2 separate regions of the Mus musculus genome follow, and region 2 is linked to region 1. Evidence: chromatin contacts called from public promoter capture Hi-C data. All regions are on one chromosome and are shown on one strand. Each heading gives the region's core, a stretch centred on a gene start, on an enhancer-like site or on the middle of the called end of the contact. The rest is flanking DNA. Distances are from core to core; before and after follow the strand shown.

Region 1 (4,589 bases), core at 2,023-4,522:
CCAGCCGCAGATATAGCAGAGGATTGCCTTATCTGGCATCAATAGGAGGGGAGGCCCATGGTTCTGTGGAGGCTCAATATTCCAGCATAGGGGGATGCTAGGCAGTGGGGTGGGGGTGGGTGGGTGGAGGAGCAACCTCATTGAGGCAGGGGGAGGGGGGATGGCATAGGAGCTTGCAGAGAGGAAACTGGGAAGCAGGGGTGGGGGTGGGGGACAACATTTGAAGTGTAAACAAATAAAATAGCCAATCAAAAAAACAGATGTCATATTATAAGAGGCCTGCCGACTAAGAAGCGTGATTTTCACCCTGAGGCCAATGAGCAAAGACTAAACAGTCTTAAAGGAAGCATGTGACACAGTTGGTGTCCCCCCTCCCCTCCCTACCTCCTGACTTCTGTGGAGAACAGACAGAGAAAGCAAGTGGCATAGTTTGGAGGCTGGGCAGCAATTCAAGAACAAGGTCAAAGTGACCCAGAACAGGGTCTTTGTTGTGTGTTTGGAGATGCAATTGATCAGAGGATGTGGGTTTGATATCAGTGTCCCATGTGGGCATGAAGACAGCACACAGGGCTCTGATGCTAGATATGGGTGTCGTTGTTCACCTTGTGAAGTGAGGGAAAACCTGGACAGAAATTCCAGGAAGCACGGGCACTTAAGGGACAGTCAGAGGTTGAAGATGGGAGAAGGGTTAGGAGAACTACCGCCAAGTCCCCCTCCTCTTCCTGTGGCTTCATCTGTTGTCAAGTTGGATCATGGCCAATGTGGAAAAAGATCAAGTGTGTCCACAAATTCTTTGAACTTGCATCTCTGCATCTCCAGCTGCTGACAAATAGAGGAACTATGCTGGGTAGGCTTCTTGTCAACTTGAAGCTGCAATCTTCCCAATAAGAGGGAACCTTAATTGAGAGAATGTCTCCATCAGATTGGCCTGCAGGCAAGCCTGAGGAGTATTTTCTTGAGTGAGGATTAAAATGAAAGGGCCCACGTACTGTGGGTAATGCTGTTCTGGTCAGGTGGTTCTGAGTTGTATAAGCAAGCAAACTGGGCAAAGCATGGAGAACAATACAGTAAGCAGTACTCCTCATGGCCTCTGCTTCAGTTCCTGCCTTGACTTCCCTTCATAATGAACTACAACTATAAGCTGAAATAAACCCTTTCCTCCCCAGGTTGCTTTTCGTTATGGTGTTTACCACATCAATAGAAACCTGAGTAGGATAGAGACTCACCAGATGTTAGTGAGAATTTAATGAAGGGGAGGGGAATCAAATGAATGAATTTAAGAGTATAACCCTGACATATGAGACTTTAAAAACAATGTAACTGTTCAGACACTACATCCCCAAACACGTTGTTCCAAACAGTACACTCACCCCAGTGATTATGCATCTCTGTAAATCAACAAGGAGGCTGGAAACATGGCTCAGAGATAGGGAATTGGTCCTACTCTTATAGAAGACCTGAATTCAGTTGAGACATCCGCATCAGGCAGTTTACAACTGCCTGTACCATCAGTCCAGGAAATTTGATGCACACTCATCCACAGATACATATACATACACAGAATTAAAAATAAAATGAGTCTTGACAAAGAAAGAAAAGGAATATAAGTCAGAGCAAAAGCAATGTAGAAAGAGCTTTACAGACCCTATTGTGAAGAAGCAAAATGTGCACACACACACATGCACACACACACACACACCCACACACCCATATACATGTTCACATGCTCCTGCGTGCACACACACACACACACACACACACACACACACACACATGCACACACATGCAGGTGCACACACGTGTACCCCACATGTACACACACACAAAAAAGGAAGAGGCAGCAGAAAAAAAAAAAAAAACGTGAGAGCTGGAGGGCGGGGAGGAGTGCTGTGAAATGCTGTCTTCCGCCATGGCACAGCCACTGCACTGGCGATCTCATTGTGGCTATGGTTCCCCGAACAAGATCAAGTCCCTCAGCATTCCAGCATGGATGGAAGAAGGGGTTAGGAGGCTCCAGGCCTGGCTTGGGTTGGCTACAGTCAAGATACATTGTATACATGTATGAAATTGTCAAAGAAAAAGATAGAAAAGCCTTTGAAAATTATTGAAGGCCTGCCCCATGGGCTATGGGAATGGCATGCATTGCTAGTTTTCAACATATGCTAGTGTGCAATCTTCTGGGTAAACAACATGTCTAAGGCCCTAGGATCCAGTCCTAGCATTGGAAAAACAAAGACAAAACAAAATCCATACCATTCAAAAGCAAACAACAAGTGAGGAAAAGCACAAACCAAGTTACACAAAGGGTTAGTTTAAACCCTTTAAAGGGTTTTAGTTTAAAGGGTTTCTTTAGTATGTAAGCGGCCCCCAGAAAACTAACCAACTCACCAAAGTACCAAAACTATTTAATGGAAAAAAGAAAGCAGAAGTCACAAATCAGCAATCCACCAACAAGAAAATGCTCCCAAATATTACAAGGTCTGGCTTATAATTAATCAAAGCACTCACCTTAAAATTTGGTAAGATTCTTCTCTTAGCCATGCTGGTAATGCATTTCAAAGCTTTGAAACATATATAGCCTTTGAGCCAGACATTCTATTTTTTGAGGCTTGTTTTAAGGAAATAGTTAGAGATATACAAGAAATATATAACTAAGAAAATATGAAATGCAGTGTTTTGTGTTTTTTTTTTTTTTTTTCTTTTTGGTTTTTCGAGACAGGATTTCTCTGTATAGCCCTGGCTGTCCTGGACTTACTTTGTAAGCCAGGCTGGCCTTGAACTCAGAAATCTCCCTGCCTCTGCCTCCGGAGTGCTGGGATTAAAGGCGAGCACCACCACCACCCGCGGCACAGCGTAATTTTAATATCAACAATGGAAACAAGAATTGTTTTCCTTGGACCTTAGACAGAGCTTTAATGTTTTTGTTTTTATTTTTTCTATTTTCTACCTTCTACAGTAATGATAAATAGCCTCTGTAATCCAGAAAACAAACAAAGGCTGCTTTTTGGAAGGGGGTGGGGGGAGATCCTAAAATACAAATACTCTTTTGGAGGGCTGCCACTGTTCAAAAAATTTTCCAGAGCTTTCTCTTCAGCAGTCCTCAGACCGAGTTTCTAAAGCACGTACAAAATTGTTCTCATTATTCTGAAGTCATCCGCTTCATTTTACATAAATACAGCTGTGATTCATGTCCATCGCCCACCTTATTCATCTGCCTCTATACCAAAACGACTTCAGGGTCTTGTGGGGGAAAAACAGTCTCTCAAAGAATGAATTTCCCTTCCCTGCCGAATGGGGAGAGAATACTGTCTAGTTTTAGGTATACATATATCTGCTCAGCAGTACTCAGCATATGGAATTCAATAAATAGTACTGGTTGTTGTTATCATTCGCCTATTTGGCTTTATTTATTTCTGCAGTTGTCTAGGAAGCCAGATTGCTGCGGCCAGATGGGTGAATTCTCCAGCCAATGATTTTGCTAAAATACTAACTCATTCCATCAGTTATTCTGGGTGGACACTCTAACTCCTACCTTAAAATGTCAGGCTTCCAGGACCCCAAGAAGCAAATGAATACTGTCAGGGAAATGCAGCAACACCCACAGGGCGGTGGGAGTGGACACCCACTGTTATCCCTCCAGGCCCCTTAAATTATGATGTTTAAGATATACAGCATTGAGCTTGGGCCGGGCTGAGCATTGGTCTGCTCGCTACCGCCCTCTAGGGGTAAGGAGAGGAAATGTCGCATCTCCTGCTTGGTTGTACCTTTTGGAGAAGGCTGTGAATTGTAAAGGGTCACCTACAGGGGGAACTAGAGCTCCTCTTCCCCACTGAGTCTGCAAGGAGGTGACCACCTTTGGCATGCAGCACACCCCTGTAACAATGTCTGCTGTAGCTCTAACCTTGTGACCTTAATTAGTCATTTTCCCCTCTCTAAGCTTTACCATCTGTTTAAAGTGGGGTCAGCATGATGACCCCACTTTAAACATGGGATTTTCATGGGATTGTTACATAATGACTTAAACATGGGATTTTCATGGGATTGTTACATAATGACTTAAGATAGCAAAAATTACCACCAAAAACAAGGCCAGGAACATTGCAGGTGCTCCACATATGGCACCTCTACTAAAAGATGCCAAGCATGTGATCAGACCATTCCAGAAGGTTTTAAAGAGATTGAAAATAGAACTAGAGGGGAAACTCGCTTGGTTTCTTCTTCCTTTGTAACTTGAGGTTTGTATTGCTCTGTCTTCCCTCCATGAGTCCCATGATAGGGATGACTTCCCCAGATGAGGCAGAACAGGGAGGAACGGTCGGTGGGAGATCAGGACATTCTTTTTCACTATCAAAAAAGACAGAATGTGACTCTGGACAAAAGGAGCCAAGGACACCAGTTTTTCATTTTGTACACTCAGTCTGATGATGGGTGGGGATGAACACATTGAAAAGGAATCTGGGGACCCAATGAAGAACGGGCACTATGATCGACTAGTAATGTCTGCTTTGGTTTCAGGACGGGTGGCTGGTGGCACGTACGCCACATATTTGCTTTCTGTGTCTTGGTAAAAGGGTTGCTTGTTTGTGATC
Region 2 (4,589 bases), core at 643-3,142, 69 kb after region 1:
ACTAAGCAAGCCCCCAATCAGACGCTTTCTTTGATAAGTTGTCTTGGTCATGGTGTCTCTTCACAGCAACAGAACAGTAACTAAGATAGTGTATCTGTGTAAGTGTTCTGACATGTGTGTGTGGGTGCCCTTGCAGGCCAGATGAGGGTGCCATATTCCCTGGAGCTGTGGTTACAGGTCATCATAGGTCACTTGACCTGGGTGTTGGGAACCAAACTTGGCTCTTCTGGAGGAGTAACAAGTGTTCCAAACTACAGAGCCTTCTCACCAGTTCTGTTAACTTTTACCACACGTCTCAAGACCCATCTTAAACATTACTTCCTCTGAGCAGCCTTTCCTGAGCCTCAGCGGTGAATGAATCCTGTGCCTTTGTTGCTCCTAAACCACCTTATCCAACTGATTTACAGAATTTCTCACATCTCATTGTGGGTAATTGTTGTCTCTAGTTATGAGTCCTTAGCTCTTAGTTGTGAGTTTACCTGAGACAAGGGTTGCTTTCTAATTTTATTGGTTATTTTCACAATTGGCTGCAGGCCTCTCTGATGCTATTGGCTTAGACCTGAGAACCAACTGGGATATACAAAACAGGAACACCCTGCTAACATTAGTGTCAAGACCCTCACTGATTCCATTCAGACTAGCTAATACTACTGAGAAATAAGAATAAGGACTTAGGCCCCACTACTGGCTTATCTACTGCGTACCAGACGCTTTACCTACATGTTCTCATTTACTCCAGCAGCTTTGAAAAGTGCTATCTGTTTTTATTAGCTGTGGAAGAAAAAGGTTCAAGGGAGTAATTTGCCCAAAGTCGTGCATCACTCCAGGTGGTCTGCCTGTCAAGTACATCTGCTACATTTTGTCCAGATACAAATGTAGGGGACTAATATACCTGAAGACAGATCAAAACAAAGGTTCAAAGAGCACACAAAATTTAGAGAGTGCACAGAGAAGTTGGTAGTCAGATAAACCTTCATGGAGATGGTCAGTTAGGGGACTAGGTCGCCCTACAACACTGGGGAACAATGTATGTCAGGGAAGCAAATTGAGGGGGTAGCCTTGGCTATCTGTCTGAGGGATCCTGAAAAGACATTTTCAGTCTTCTCGGGCTCTCTTGCGCGCGCGCGTGCTCTCTCTCTCTCTGGTCAGGGAGAGAATTGTGCACTATTAAGTGGGGCACAGAAATTGCCTCCTAATGTCCTCCAGGGCAGTGTGGAGAGGGTCTGCTTAGGTTCCTTCTTCCTCAAGGAGGGTGAGGTAGCCCTCTACTTCATTGTGGTCTGGACTCCCACCTTTTGGGTCAGGGAGAGGTTTTTCCCATTCAGCACGGGTAGGCAGCTTTTATTCATTCATTCATTCATTCATTCATTCATCCATCCATCCATCCATTCATTCATTCAGGTCTCAGCATACAAGGTGCGCATTAGCAGCAACAGATTAGTCCATTCCTTCTCATCTGAAAGTTGGGGACTTTGGCATCATTTTCCTGAGCTTCAGGAAAGGAAATGCTTCGCTTTGCTCACTGAATGGTGGTCCTGGGTGTGTGTGCGCGCGCACACACACGCCAGAGCGGGTGGAGGGGCAGGTGTAGCTCTTTTCTCTCACCTCAGGGTAGGGAAGCTGACACCTCTCTTCTAACTAGATGGTATTAGGATGGTGTCTTCGTCTGGAACTGGGACACGACTCTCCTCTTGAAACCACGAAGGTGATGATGGTGGGAGACTCTCGGCTTTCCTTCCCTCCACACTGCGAGAGCTCCTGGTTCCCACACAGTCACGCTCAGGTGGCGGGAGGGGACACTCTCCCTTCTCTTTGCGCCAGAGCCTGAAAAGGCGGGGGACGCGCGAGTAGGCGGGGGCGGAGCAGGCTCTGCGGAGAGGGGCGGAGACAGAAGTAGTCACGCCCTCGGCACCGCCCACTGCTCCCTCGCTAACAGGCTCGCTCCCCAGACCCAGAGCGCCGCGGCTGTCTGCTGGGCTCCCGGAGACGCGGACCACCTTCGGTGTCCCCGCGCCGTCCTCCCCGCGCCGCTTGGCCCGCCGCCTCGAGCGCCCTCAGCCCCTCAAGCCAGATGATGAACTTCCTGAGGCGCCGGCTGTCGGACAGCAGCTTCATCGCCAACCTGCCCAATGGCTACATGACTGACCTTCAGCGCCCGGAGCCGCAGCAGCCCCCTCCTGCCCCTGGCCCCGGTGCCGCTACGGCGTCGGCGGCCACCTCAGCTGCCTCGCCCGGTCCCGAGCGCAGGCCGCCACCCGCCCAGGCACCCGCGCCGCAGCCGGCGCCGCAGCCCGCGCCGACGCCGTCGGTGGGCAGCAGCTTCTTCAGCTCGCTGTCGCAAGCGGTGAAGCAGACGGCCGCCTCCGCCGGCCTGGTGGACGCGCCCGCACCTTCGGCCGCTTCCAGGAAGGCCAAGGTGCTGCTGGTGGTCGACGAGCCGCACACCGACTGGTAGGCCCCTGCGGGGTCCGCCGGGGGCAGGGTGTGAAGATGGACCCTCGAGGTCACCCGGGAGAGCACCGGGGACGAGCAGGTGTCTGTGTGTGGGAGGGGCGAGGGCAGGCGTTGACCTCCCAGAGACATGGGTCCTAAGGTAAAGGACTCGGTGGCCTCCAGGCCGGTGGCAGAGCAAGCTACTTCATTAAGCACCAATGGAGCTTAAAAATAGTGATAAGTCGACCACGCTCTAAAGGAAGGCCACACAGCCAAGAATATTTGGGCAGCACATATTGGCTGTGACAGTGGTGGTGGGGACACCACAAAGTTGGGAAGGAAGAGAAGGAGGGATGGATCTGGAAAGAGCTGGGGGAGGGAGGGTGAAGATGATCAAAACAGGTTGTACAACATCCTCAAAGAACTAATAAAAAACAAAAACAAAACACAAATACTTATGGTGGGGGGGGGGCAGGCTTAACAGTTTAGACGCATACAAGCTAAGGTGAAAATGGACCCAGATGGCCATCAAAATAAAGGACACCAAAAAAGATTCTAGTCTGCAAGGTTTGGAATGAGTTGGGAGTGGATATTAGTATTTAAGTTGGATAGGTGTTTTTGTTGTTGTTATTGTTTGTTTGTTTTGTTTTAAACCTGTACCTGTATTGATATCAAGGTGGGTTAGATCACAGGTGTCTCAGAGTGTGATTGACATCTGTTTAAAAATAATGAGATTATTATATATATGCAACAGGGAGGGGATATATGTTTTAAAAATTTTGTTCTCTCTCTTCCCTTCTCTCCCTCCCTCCCTCCCTCCCTCCCTCCCTCCTTCCCTCCCTCCGTGTGTGTGTGTGCGTGTGTGTGTGTGTGTGTGTGTGTGTGTGTGTGTGCGCGTGCGTGCGTGCATGCGAGCATGCGTGCTCCTGTGTTTGTGTGTAAACGATGGTGGCTTTTTCAGCTGGATGATGAAGACCTAAGTAAAAACATTACATATTGTTAAAGGGCACAAATAAAATGATTGGCCTTAATGCAGTAAAGGGGAAACTTCAAGAATGCTTTTCTTTTCTTTCTTTCTTTTCTTTTTCTTCTTTTAAAAAGAGCTATAGGGAATGGGGATGATTGGGGAAGGTGTTAGGTTTAGTTGAGAAACACATGAATGAGGTCCACTGAAGACTAATTAAGAGCTTCAGAGTGGTTCCTTTGATGCAGTAGGACGCTGACTTAAGCGATGGTGGATGGTGGGCTGACTGGTGGGTATGGAACCATGAAAAGGCCAGAGCCTTAGGTGTTTTTTCCTTTGGAATGTGAGGGAGCAATTTTTGTTTTCCTTTTCCTAAGGGGATGAGGTTGATTGGTGCCTGCACCTGAGAATTCTTCCCAAGAGGAAGACACAGGGACCCCAGAGCTGTTTATTTCTCTTGTAGCTGCTTTCCTGTTGTGCTTTCTCTGCCATTCCTTCACTGAGAGACTTGGAGGGAGGGAGGGAGGGAGGGAGAGAGAAAGAGAGAGGAGAGAGAAAGAGAGAGAGAGAGAGAGAGGGAGAGAGGGAGAGAGGGGGTGCTGGGATGAACTGGTGGAAGTGACATGTTACCTGGAGCTGTAGGGCTTCCTGCTGTTACCATGCTGGAATCATTTCCTCTGGGTGGGTTGTGTGGTTGGCCCTTATTTTTCAAGATAGTAGAGTAGAAAAGACCTTTATCAGGAACTGGGAAAGGTAATGGGGAATAACAGGAAGGTAATGTGGGAAAGTACGACAGTAGTGCCACTGGCAGTCTCCTGGAAGAATCACTGGCAGTTCAAATCAACAAGTGTTTGCTCAGGAGGAAGGGAAGGGAAGGGAGGCAAGCTCTATGCAAGCATCCATTGTATGTCAGATTCTCTGGTAAGGAGGGACTCCTAATGTGGTATTCTATTGGGTCTTCAGAAAACAGGGACTTAGAAAAGGTAAGTGGTGAGCTTACAGCCATTCAGCTAACAAATGGTCCAGTGGCATCTTAACTTTAGGTTAAACTGCTTGGTTTCATTGCTGCCATCCTTCTGTATTGTCTCACTGTTAGAATGTTACTGTGATACACAGTAATAATACACTTCCTTTTAGGGGTTAGACAATGCTGGGGGCCTTTTGGAAAACTCACACTAATTAGGGTGACACA

Evidence for each region. Promoter capture Hi-C pulls out the DNA fragments that hold promoters and counts their contacts.
Region 2: a promoter capture Hi-C map of hippocampal neurons shows a contact between it and region 1, with 3 times the contacts expected there. The contact joins the promoter of Syn2 here to the enhancer-like site in region 1. A contact is called at or near these places in 5 of 39 promoter capture datasets (cranial neural crest, embryonic stem cells, epiblast stem cells and 2 more), 41 of 484 Hi-C or Micro-C datasets (the AtT-20 cell line, the G1E-ER4 cell line, the HL-1 cell line and 25 more), 11 of 115 datasets of contacts at active chromatin or transcription factors (PVALB interneurons, astrocytes, bone marrow-derived dendritic cells and 6 more) and 3 of 9 other capture datasets (adipose tissue, macrophages and pancreatic islet).

What each region holds. Positions count from the first base shown.
Region 1 is chr6:115,062,404-115,066,992 of GRCm38.p6, forward strand. It overlaps Gm36190 (a long non-coding RNA gene), which reads right to left and starts at 19. Exons shown (of 4, transcript XR_869367.1): 1 at 1-19. Within about 2 kb of position 3,273, at least 9 of the 459 cell types and tissues checked have an H3K27ac peak or open chromatin away from gene starts, as enhancers often do. A contact at or near this core is called in cerebral cortex, cortical neurons, forebrain and 1 more, where this site is marked.
Region 2 is chr6:115,133,010-115,137,598 of GRCm38.p6, forward strand. It overlaps Syn2 (synapsin II), which reads left to right and starts at 1,893. Exons shown (of 13, transcript NM_001111015.1): 1 at 1,893-2,451. The coding sequence starts at 2,072. It overlaps Gm17733 (predicted gene, 17733), which reads right to left and starts at 1,826. Exons shown (of 2, transcript NR_132436.1): 1 at 1,606-1,826.